2 separate regions of the Anas platyrhynchos genome follow, and region 2 is linked to region 1. The links are chromatin contacts, called in public Hi-C maps. All regions are on one chromosome and are shown on one strand. Each heading gives the region's core, a stretch centred on a gene start, on an enhancer-like site or on the middle of the called end of the contact. The rest is flanking DNA. Distances are from core to core; before and after follow the strand shown. Region 1 overlaps LOC106018109 (a long non-coding RNA gene). Region 2 overlaps AGTR1 (angiotensin II receptor type 1).

Evidence for each region. Hi-C and Micro-C count contacts between places; a contact is called where the count stands out from the background.
Region 2: a contact with region 1 is called in a Hi-C map of skeletal muscle, with 4 times the contacts expected there. The contact joins two enhancer-like sites. A contact is called at or near these places in 2 of 8 Hi-C or Micro-C datasets (skeletal muscle and subcutaneous adipose tissue).

The regions. Positions count from the first base shown.
Region 1 is chr9:26,202,451-26,207,273 of IASCAAS_PekinDuck_T2T, reverse strand. LOC106018109 (a long non-coding RNA gene) reads left to right here. Exons shown (of 5, transcript XR_002403671.4): 4 at 316-441. Among named protein-coding and RNA genes, the nearest start is that of AGTR1, 76 kb to the left of the region's middle. Within about 2 kb of position 2,258, at least 1 of the 8 cell types and tissues checked has an H3K27ac peak or open chromatin away from gene starts, as enhancers often do.
Region 2 is chr9:26,295,176-26,299,998 of IASCAAS_PekinDuck_T2T, reverse strand. The region is part of intron 1 of AGTR1 (angiotensin II receptor type 1); the gene reads right to left. All of the region lies in intron 2 of CPB1 (carboxypeptidase B1), which reads right to left. Among named protein-coding and RNA genes, the nearest start is that of CPB1, 17 kb to the right of the region's middle. Within about 2 kb of position 2,083, at least 1 of the 8 cell types and tissues checked has an H3K27ac peak or open chromatin away from gene starts, as enhancers often do.

The sequences.
Region 1 (4,823 bases), core at 1,009-3,508:
GGTTCTTAGAGTCGTAGCCCCAAGAACATCACCTTATTGTTGCATCTTCTTCTTAGGATAAAATGTAGTTTACTCTGCTGTCTTTCTACTGAGAGATAAATTGACATTAGAAAGCACAGAGTTACACTAGTATTATCCCAGTCACTGTGGTCTTGAACCTTGCTTGATTTCTGCACTTGAACTTTTCATTCTTCATCAAGAAAAGGTAGTATTGGGGAAAGGGACTTGTCTTTTAACTGTTTTGAGAGAACATACTATTTGTGCAGACCCTTTATAGAAATTGAAATTAATAATCACTTCTGCTCTGGTTCACAGGAAAGGACTTTGAATTCAGTGGCACTTGAGTTTGCTTGTTTGGGGTGTTTTCACTGAATACAGCAGGAAGCGCAAACCAACAGTAGCTAGAATAAGAGATGGAATCGACCAAAGTCATTTAGAAGTGTAAGTACTATGCTTGACATCACTAATTGTGTAACAACATTAATTATTCTTATAATCAAATAATACAGGTCAAATAATAGGTCAGAGAACTGATATGTCCATAGATATTCTGTACAGTGTGCCATAGTTAGCTGGCTCCAAGAACACACAGTACTGTTCCAATTAATTGAGGGAATAGTTTGATACTTCACAGGTTGGAACAGCCAGATCATTCTAAAGCAGTGATTATCTTCACTGCTACAAAGTGTGTTTAATTTCAAACTTAATTGTATCCACATTTCCGTTTCTAATTAATCCAGATATAGAAATGCTACAGTAACCGAACAGCGTGTTCTTTGAGGAAATATAAGATGGCACACTCCTACAGCACCAAAGTAATCCGATTAAAGAGATGTTTGTGTAACACAGGTCTTTAAAAGTTAACTAATTTATCATATGCTTACTATTCTTGTGATACTCTTTAATTCTAAAGATGGGATGAGAAATGTTCATCTTGCTGATTTTGTTTTTGAATTTCCACTGTCTCTAATTTGTCATGGAATTTTCAAAGGTGATTGAAAAGGTAGTCAGCTGCTTGGTAGCTTACATTTTTGAAAAAGGCAAGAATCCAATTTTCAGTATGAAATTTCCACCACTGGTGTCTTCATGAGAGATTAAATGCACTAATCTTATAGTTAACAAGGTGTGCCTCTGCAGTCTATAGCATGCATTTCTAAGAGGGTTCCTGCAGATGGCCAATATTCACAAAAAAGTCAGAACGGTCTGTAAGAGACTAGGGACAAGGTTTTTTTACCCATGATTTTGCGCATACTGAGCTGAAGGACTTCACATGCTCCGAGGTAATGCATAGGTTTCCATGTGTCTGAACTGCACTGAAAAAAAAACCACAGGATTTATGGGAGTGCTGTCTGTGATGATTGCTGTCAACAGGGTGTTGCTGTATTTGTTACCAATGTTACCTTGGAAAATTCAAAACCTGGCAGAAATGTGCAGTTTGAAATAGATCTGATATTTCTTTGTATCTAAAAGAAAGCCTTTTGTAACAAGCAAGCTGAGTTATTGTGTCACCCCACCACCTCTCCCCCATCTGGAAAAGCTGCATGCGCTGTCATTCTCATGGACAGTATTGTGATCGGTGCTTTGGGGGTTGATTTGGAAGTTCTGGCAATAAAGGCCCACCAGTGTTTGCTCAGGGGAGAGAAGTGGCAAAAACTGTAATGCTGACACTTCCTGTTAGTAATGCTAGTATGAAGTAAACCACGGTTAGATCATTAATAGGGGATTGAGCTTGGAGTCGAGTCTCATGGGTGGAACCTGTGTGATTTGAGGAGACTTTGTTCATAAACTCTCAAAGGGATCCTCAGTTACCACTTGATACAAACCTAACAAACAGATTTTTATTGCCCCGCCCCTTCTCAGCAGAAAAGAGCTTGTGTATTCCCTTCCCAGCTGAAAATCTCAGTCCTGATGACATCCAGATAGTGGGAGGAGGGGAAAAAAAAGTCAGAAATGGCTAGAGAGATTGGATGATGGACTGAAAGATCTGGAGACAGAACTATGACAGAAGAACTGATAAATGCAGTGAGGGATTTAATTTCATTTCATCCAATAAAACACCTTTTAGGGGAAAAAAGGCGCTTTAGTACTTATTGAAATTACTGACATTGAAATTCTATGTCTGAAAAGCGTTTTGAGTTTTAGAGAAACCTGACATTTTCCTTTCAACGTGTAAACCAAACAACAAGCTGTTTAATAAGAAGAGAGCACCACCTTGTGTTAGAGTCTCTATGCCTTGTAACACCCTGTGTGAACGTTTACCCGTAGAGTTCAATCAAAGAACAAATATTTACTTTTCTTATATAGCGTTCTTGTGCTTGTGCAGTAGAAAGCCGAGAGAGACAAAAGATGCAAGTGCAGAGGTTAAGAGCTGGATACCTGGACTGAGCTTCAGAATTCACACATCAGTGCATACACTGACAAAGTTTGGGTTGCTTTGTGAATTCAGATTCTTATACAAAGTTCAGATTTCTGGGATCTGATACTGTTCAGAAGAGCTTATTCATTAAGTAAAATTAAAGTATATGCAGTACGCACTTCGAAACGTAATTGAAGGTATGCACATCTCTGGTAAGCAGTAATGAGGCTGATGACTCTACTAAGAGACTGTTGTTTGCTGCATGTACTGAATAATATCTCCCATGGTGCAAATGTGTTGCCATGTCTTCACTAAATCAGACATTTAAGAAAGTATCTCAAATCTATCCATTATTATTAGGACGAATAACTCTTCAGATCAACAAATACTCATTTGAGAATTTTTTTTTTAAATATATATATTTCTACTGATTTTTTTTTCTTTTCCGTGTACTTCATTACCTTATAGTTCAGGCGGTGTATTCTGGGAGGGCGTACGTCATAGACTGTAATTAATCTTTACTATGATTTTTTGCTTATTAAAAGTAAAACTTTAAAATATTTAAATGTACGGACTCTCACAAGGGTAGGATAAAGCTCATACGTTCTTGCCCATAATGCATTAAAAAAAAAAAAAAGAAAAGAAAACCTTTAAATGTGTCAGTACACCAGAGTTCTTTACTGAAGTATACAATCTTCTTTGGTGACCTTAAGAAAAATGGATTCAAAAGCAAAACAGCTAGGAATTGTATTTTCAGCATCTTTTAAAAATGGAAATTTCAGATGTATTTTGTTTGCTTAGATTGCAGGGGAAATAAAACCTGTTTTAATAGCTCTAACTTGTTTGTTATCAGTATTGCAATAAACAAAAATACTTAATCTTTACTGATACAGGAATAGTAGATATATTGCACATTATTTCAGTCTTTAGAGAACAAGCCAGGGAAGCATTCCCAGCAATATTGTGTTAAGACATTACAGTGATGTACACATAACCTAGGAGAAATGTGTTGCTTGACCATGGATGTATTTCATTGTCCACATTCAGTTAATCAGTTTAAATATGGGTGATGTTTCTTGCATTGCTCTTTAAGCTCCACTGCCCCGATCCTTTGCTTGTGAAGGAGACAGGGAAGAGTCGAGGATCTCAACTATTTTCTTTTATACAAACCTAAGTTGATCATGTTTCATTTGCTGTAAAGTAGAATATTTTCACAGGCAAGTTATATCAGGGCTGTCATCTTTTTAAGATGATGCACATTTCAGCAGATTCATTTGCAGTTTTCTAAAGAAGACTTAATCTATAACTCGCATTTTGCATGGGTAATCTTTGCTTCTTGTAAAGTCCTTTTATAGATGGACCAGTGTTCTGATTAGGAGTTTTCTGAAAGGAACTTAGCTCTTCCAGCATGGAAATGAACCTGGAGAGAAATATCACCATATGATGGAGCCAGTGGAATATAAAGAATAAATCTCTGCATGTCTAAGTTGGTGTGTGAATGTCTGACTCTAAACTGAATTGGATTGTATGAGGGGAAGCAGAAAAACAAGGCAAAATCAGTCTCTGAAGTAAAAAGACTGAAAGAAGTGAAGAGGAATTTAATGTATTTGGATTAAACATATTTCATAATGAATGAAAAAAATAGATGTAGCATGAATGAAAAACAAAAATCTACTTCCATGAATTATGCTAGAGATTGCAATATTTAAGCTCTAACATACTTTTCAAATAATTGAAAACAGTGGGTAAGTTTCAGAATTAATTACGTGATCTCAGAGAAAGAGACATGATATTTATCATGGTCCCAGCAGTGAATACTGCATGCATACAGAGTCTGGGTCTGTATATAGTTATGAAACTCTTGCTTTGAGTATTTGCCCTGAACCATATAAACTAACCACAGTGGTTGTCAGGCTACATGTGTGTTCCCTGCTGTTCCCAGAATCCCAGCATGTGTTCCCAACATGTGTTTCCAGAATATCCCAGCTGTATACTATCAGTTCTGCTCTGAATCCTTTGTAATACATCAGATAAAGCCTGTTTTCCCACCATGGAGGCACGATAGATTGATGCTTTTGGCGAAAGGAGACAGAGATGCTGCAGGTTTGGCTGAGCATTCATAGTCAGTTGGAATGCCTGACTTTGTTATCATGGCTGCATCTTTAGAAGTGCAGGAAATTCAACTATTTTGTACAGCACAATATCTTGGACAAGTACGTTTGAATTTCCTGTGCAAAGATGTCATAGATGCCTATTTTCAGAGAAGTAATTGAAGCAGGTAGATAATGGCTTAGTAAGATTGTTTTAGATCAAAAAATTGTGAAGAGCTTAGCTGTAAGAAAACATTTCCATTCTCATATTTTAGAATCATTACAGATCAAAATTAGTTGGTTCCCATTACAAAAACATTCTCATTTTGCTTGTTTGCTCTAGTAATAAAGTACCTCTAGTGCTCTAGAGTTTGCTA
Region 2 (4,823 bases), core at 834-3,333, 93 kb before region 1:
CAGTGTAATGCATCCTGAGCTCAACCTCCTGCTTTCAAACTGTGCCAAATCTAGAGTAGTTGGTGTTTGCCTCTGTGGAATGTCATGCTGCCTGCAGAACAGGGAGAGACAACATAAAAAGTTTGCAAGATCAAGAAATTCTCATATCTCAACCCTTGGTTATGGAAGTGCCCAGGAAGGTTTGACAATAACTGGTAGATTCCACAATGCAATATTTGCCTTGCTGCAAAGGTGCTGTGTGGTTTATTCACTATAGAAGCCTTTGCTCACTTATATTCCCATTGAGATAATGGCCAAAGTAAGTAGTAAGAAACCAAAACGAAGTCTCCACCAAGAACATGAGCATTGCAAGCCAGACATGCGGTAAAGTAGACCAGGGCGCAGTTAAGGCTGAGCAAGAAATTTCTCCATGACTGTGGTTATACACATTTTATACAAAGCAGGTATTTCTGTATGAGAAGTACTGATGTGTTTGAAAATGTTGCAACTGAAATTGTGCACATTGGTAATACCATTTAAAGCATCTGAAATGACCTGAGTTAATATAATGATAATTGGATCATTTGAAGGCTGATACACAAGGAGCTTTTTCCAAGAGGTTTGAATTGATGTGATTGTGAATTGTATGTCAACATCCATCTCAAACCATATTATCTGGAGAGCAGCAAATCCCTGTTGTATGCTACTGTCCTGTGACCTTTTATCTACTTTTAATTACGATGATTATAAGAAGTCACTGATCGTGAACTGATTCAGACTGCTCTACCAACTATTATTTATCTTTCTGTTCATCGCTGCTTTTGGGTGAGCATGCATCTTAATAAAACTGTCTACTGAAACAAGGAATGCTGGGTCTGTGCAAGTTAAAAAGCACTCTGCCTGGTGAAAGATAAGATCACACTGACCATGGCTTTCTGTGAGAACTTGATCAGATATCAGGTACACAGATGTCCCAAGTCAATTTTTAAACAAAAATTTGTTTTGCATACTTGCTTTGACAGACTAAGTAAACTCTGATTGACCAACCCTGCCACAGTTTAGCCACCCTGCCATTAGGTAATGTGTTTTTTTCCTTCTGATGGTAGGTGGATTATTTGCTTTTCTTACAAATGAGAAGATACTTCTCTTTGAGGATGATGCATTCTAATTTTATAAGATTATTACACAGGTAGAAGAGAGGCTGTGAAATGTTTGGAATCATACATTCAATATATTAACTATGTTCACTTCCTTCTTGTGCCATAAGCTTTTTTCCTTTATCTTGGGAGTTTAGCTCCCCTCCCCTTCCTAATTTCTTGCATTTTATTTTTCTAATTGTTGAGAAACTAATGATACCTCCCAAATGTCTCATCTCACTACATTTTTTATACCCAACAGAACAACCCCCTTTATCACCACTGCCTTAATACCAGTCCTATACCTACTTCAGACTCTCCCCTGCATGGGTTCTTGAGCACTACTACTGCTCACCTGGCAGTAGATTATATTCCACAAATGGCCTGCATCAAATGGAGAAGGAGTCTGTTCAGAGAAAGAATTACTGTTTAACAAATATGGATTTAGAAGATAAATGAATATAAACGTACTGACTGCAGTTCCTGTCTGAGCAAATATTCTGGTAGAAAACCTGTGCTCATGCAATTATAAAACCATGCTCCAGAACTGAAGGAAGAAATACTCTTTGGGAGCCCCGTGGCTGTTGTCACTTGTATGCAGATTCCCAGTGGAATGGCAAAGCTGAGCTTGCTGCACTCCCTAGTCCTGTGGCTCCAAACCAGTCTCATAAGTGAAATCTGTTCACTGCAGCATATGCCTATTGCCAGTCTATTCCCAAGGTGTCACGTAGCAGCTCAAGACAGAAATGTTTTTAATTTCTTTAATTTGGAGATGCCCTTATCCTGTGGTTTTGATGGTGTGCTAGAACAGCACTACATTCTCAGGTTTCTCAAAGTGAATGTTCCAGCCTCACTTTCACTGAAATTGTAAATATGAAAAAGTATTTTTAGTCCACAGTTGATATGTGAAATGAGGAGGGTGAGAGCAATGCAAACACTTGGGCAAACAAAGGCAAACAAAGGCTGGTAATTCAAGCTAGTGTGGCCTTGCTGTGTGCATAGGCCTCCTGTCATCACTGCCTCTATCTTCCACAGAGGTCATCTGACTTCATGGTAAATGACAATAAATCAAAACATTACTGAAATGGAACTGCATTGGCAGTATAGAACTGGAACACTGCCAGTGCATTGGTTCATGAGCAACAAGAACAGAAAGCAAGCTTCAAAAGATTCTTATTAGTAACTGTCAAGTTGGCTGTTGCTTTTGCAATTTTGGATCAAAAGGTGGTTTGATATGAGAACAAGTAGAATTTAGAGGACCTTGTAATTGGCTGTGCGTTTCCTTTGAATAGCTGTCCTATTCAGTCTTGCATAAAGGAACAATCAGTCTGAAATTGCTGTCAATTTTGTGGTGTTTTGTTTTGGTAATCTTCTGAGTCACAGTACTGTGTTTAACTTTTTGCTTCAGAAGTATGCTCTGAATATACAGTATTAGCTTTATAAATGTGTATTTTTATGACCTATGCTAATATATTTCCAAATAACTATATTATACTCAATTATTACTCTCACTTATTCCATAAGCTAAGTGGAGCCTTATCCATATTCATGTGTTTCACAGGAGAGGGGCCCTGATCTGAAATAAATTTTAATTAACTTATGCTTGGCTTACCCTATGCTAACATGCAGCAGTTAAATGTTTTCAGCAATTAATTATTTTAACTATTACAACTAAGAATCATGTAGAAGCGAGGTGTACTAGCGTTTTCTTGCCAGTCTTAAGGTGCAGAACTGTATATATATTTTAAAAAATTACTAAAAATATTTATATTTTTTAATTCTGTAACCTATATATGGATTCTTTGTATCTTCCCCTTGCAGGAGTTGGAGCTAGTCACCTTCATTCATGCTAGCTCTATAGAAATGGCAAATAAACCGCCTGTGATCTTTCTAGGATATAGTCCTACTGCATCAAAACTCTAAATTGGGTATTACTTATTTTGTGCTAGCAGAGGACTAGTTATTGCTGTCTCATAAACACGAACTATTTATGTACTCTGACCTTCTCTGTAAGAATTCTCTGTATTTGTTTCTTTGAGAATACTTCAAAAGTCTGTCCTTCTACGTTATGGCTTTCATAACTTATGCTGAAAAGAATAACATCTCTTCCATTTTCATAGGCTACTCTCATTATTTTCCCTTCACTTCCCAAGTAGCTTTCAACTCTGCAACTTTTTCCTCTGGAAACATCAATGCTTGAAGAATGACTGAACAGTGCAATTGGGCTTATTTTGAATGTTGTTTTTTTTTTTTTTTTTTGAGTGGTTGGGGGGGGTGTAAAGGAAAATGACACAGTTCAGCATGGTGATATTTAAATTGAAGTTTCATGAGTATAATATATATTTCCACCACTAGAGGTCTGTATTTCCTATTTAAAAATAGGATTATTATTTCATAATGAAATGTCATCACTTTCCACAGTATCACTTTCCTTCAAGATTATTTCTTTAAAATGCAATGCAAGACAAAATACCCATCATAAACATCTGCATTTATGTAAAGTATAATATACCAGTGTGAGCCATTTTAAATTTATTTTAGTATCTACTTGCTTATGTCTAATTTCCTTTATGCTGGTATGCTTCTGTTTTTTCAGACCTTGACTCTGATTTATGCACTAGTAAGTTATGGAGCAAGGTCCTGATGCTTGAGTTTTTCAGATATATGCAGCTTAAACTCTAAAGGGTTTAAGCCAAAATAAGAAAAAATATGTTTACAGGGAGAGTGGATATATAGTTTACCTAAACAGTGTAGATTTTAAAAAAAGTGGCACATACTCATAGATAATTTTTTAAACTCTGCCTGTTATTAAACATGCAACTCTTTCTTTTTTTTTTTTTTTTTTTTTTTAATTTTTTCCCCTCAAGTATCACACAGGTTATTATTTAAAGTAATTCTAAGTTAACTTGACTCCAATATGTATTTTCCTATTTAGTGGAAGATGTTTTTATTGATGAAAATGCTGCTTCAGAACTACTTTTGATTTTAGATGAAATGGCAATGTGAGTCTACAGTTTGGTGATTTTTAGACCTTCTGTAGTATATATTTAAGAAATTGTAAGCAATGTCACAATTTGAAAACGTATCTTTCTCCCCAGTCATACATACACGCAGACTTTCTGTTTTTGCTATACAGCTAGGCATGTTTTTACCCCTTTGGACACTCAGGATGTGATGATGGTTCTGCTTCAAATGATTTATTTAGCTAACCATTCCTCTAATGCTGGCAAATATATTTTGATCCAGATAGAGAAGAAAGGTTATTAGTGTTGTGATGACATATTTATTTTATTGAAACTAGTAGATGAGCAAAGAAGAACTGAAAAGTTGATATTAACTGTATTATCTTGTGCCAGATAAGTAGAAATACTCAGTGTCTTGTTCTATGTTCATGTGCAATGGGTTATACAGTGTCAGGCAACTTAAGGGATGTTTGGAAAAAACACTATACAAGCCTATGAGGGTTATATCTTGAAGTTTCTAAAAGCAGAAGCATCTAGAGAGAATTAAAGTGATACAGAGCACTACCATGCGGTGAGCCAGATTTAAAATGCATAATTAATGAAAATAATCTTTCAGTTGCACATTTTAGCACTGAGTGTTAGAAATGCACGTGGCAAACAGTGTTATAGGTGAAATGCCACCTCTAAAACACCAGTTTATTTCACTGTGGAGTTATGAATAAAAAACTTCTGAATACTTTTTTTC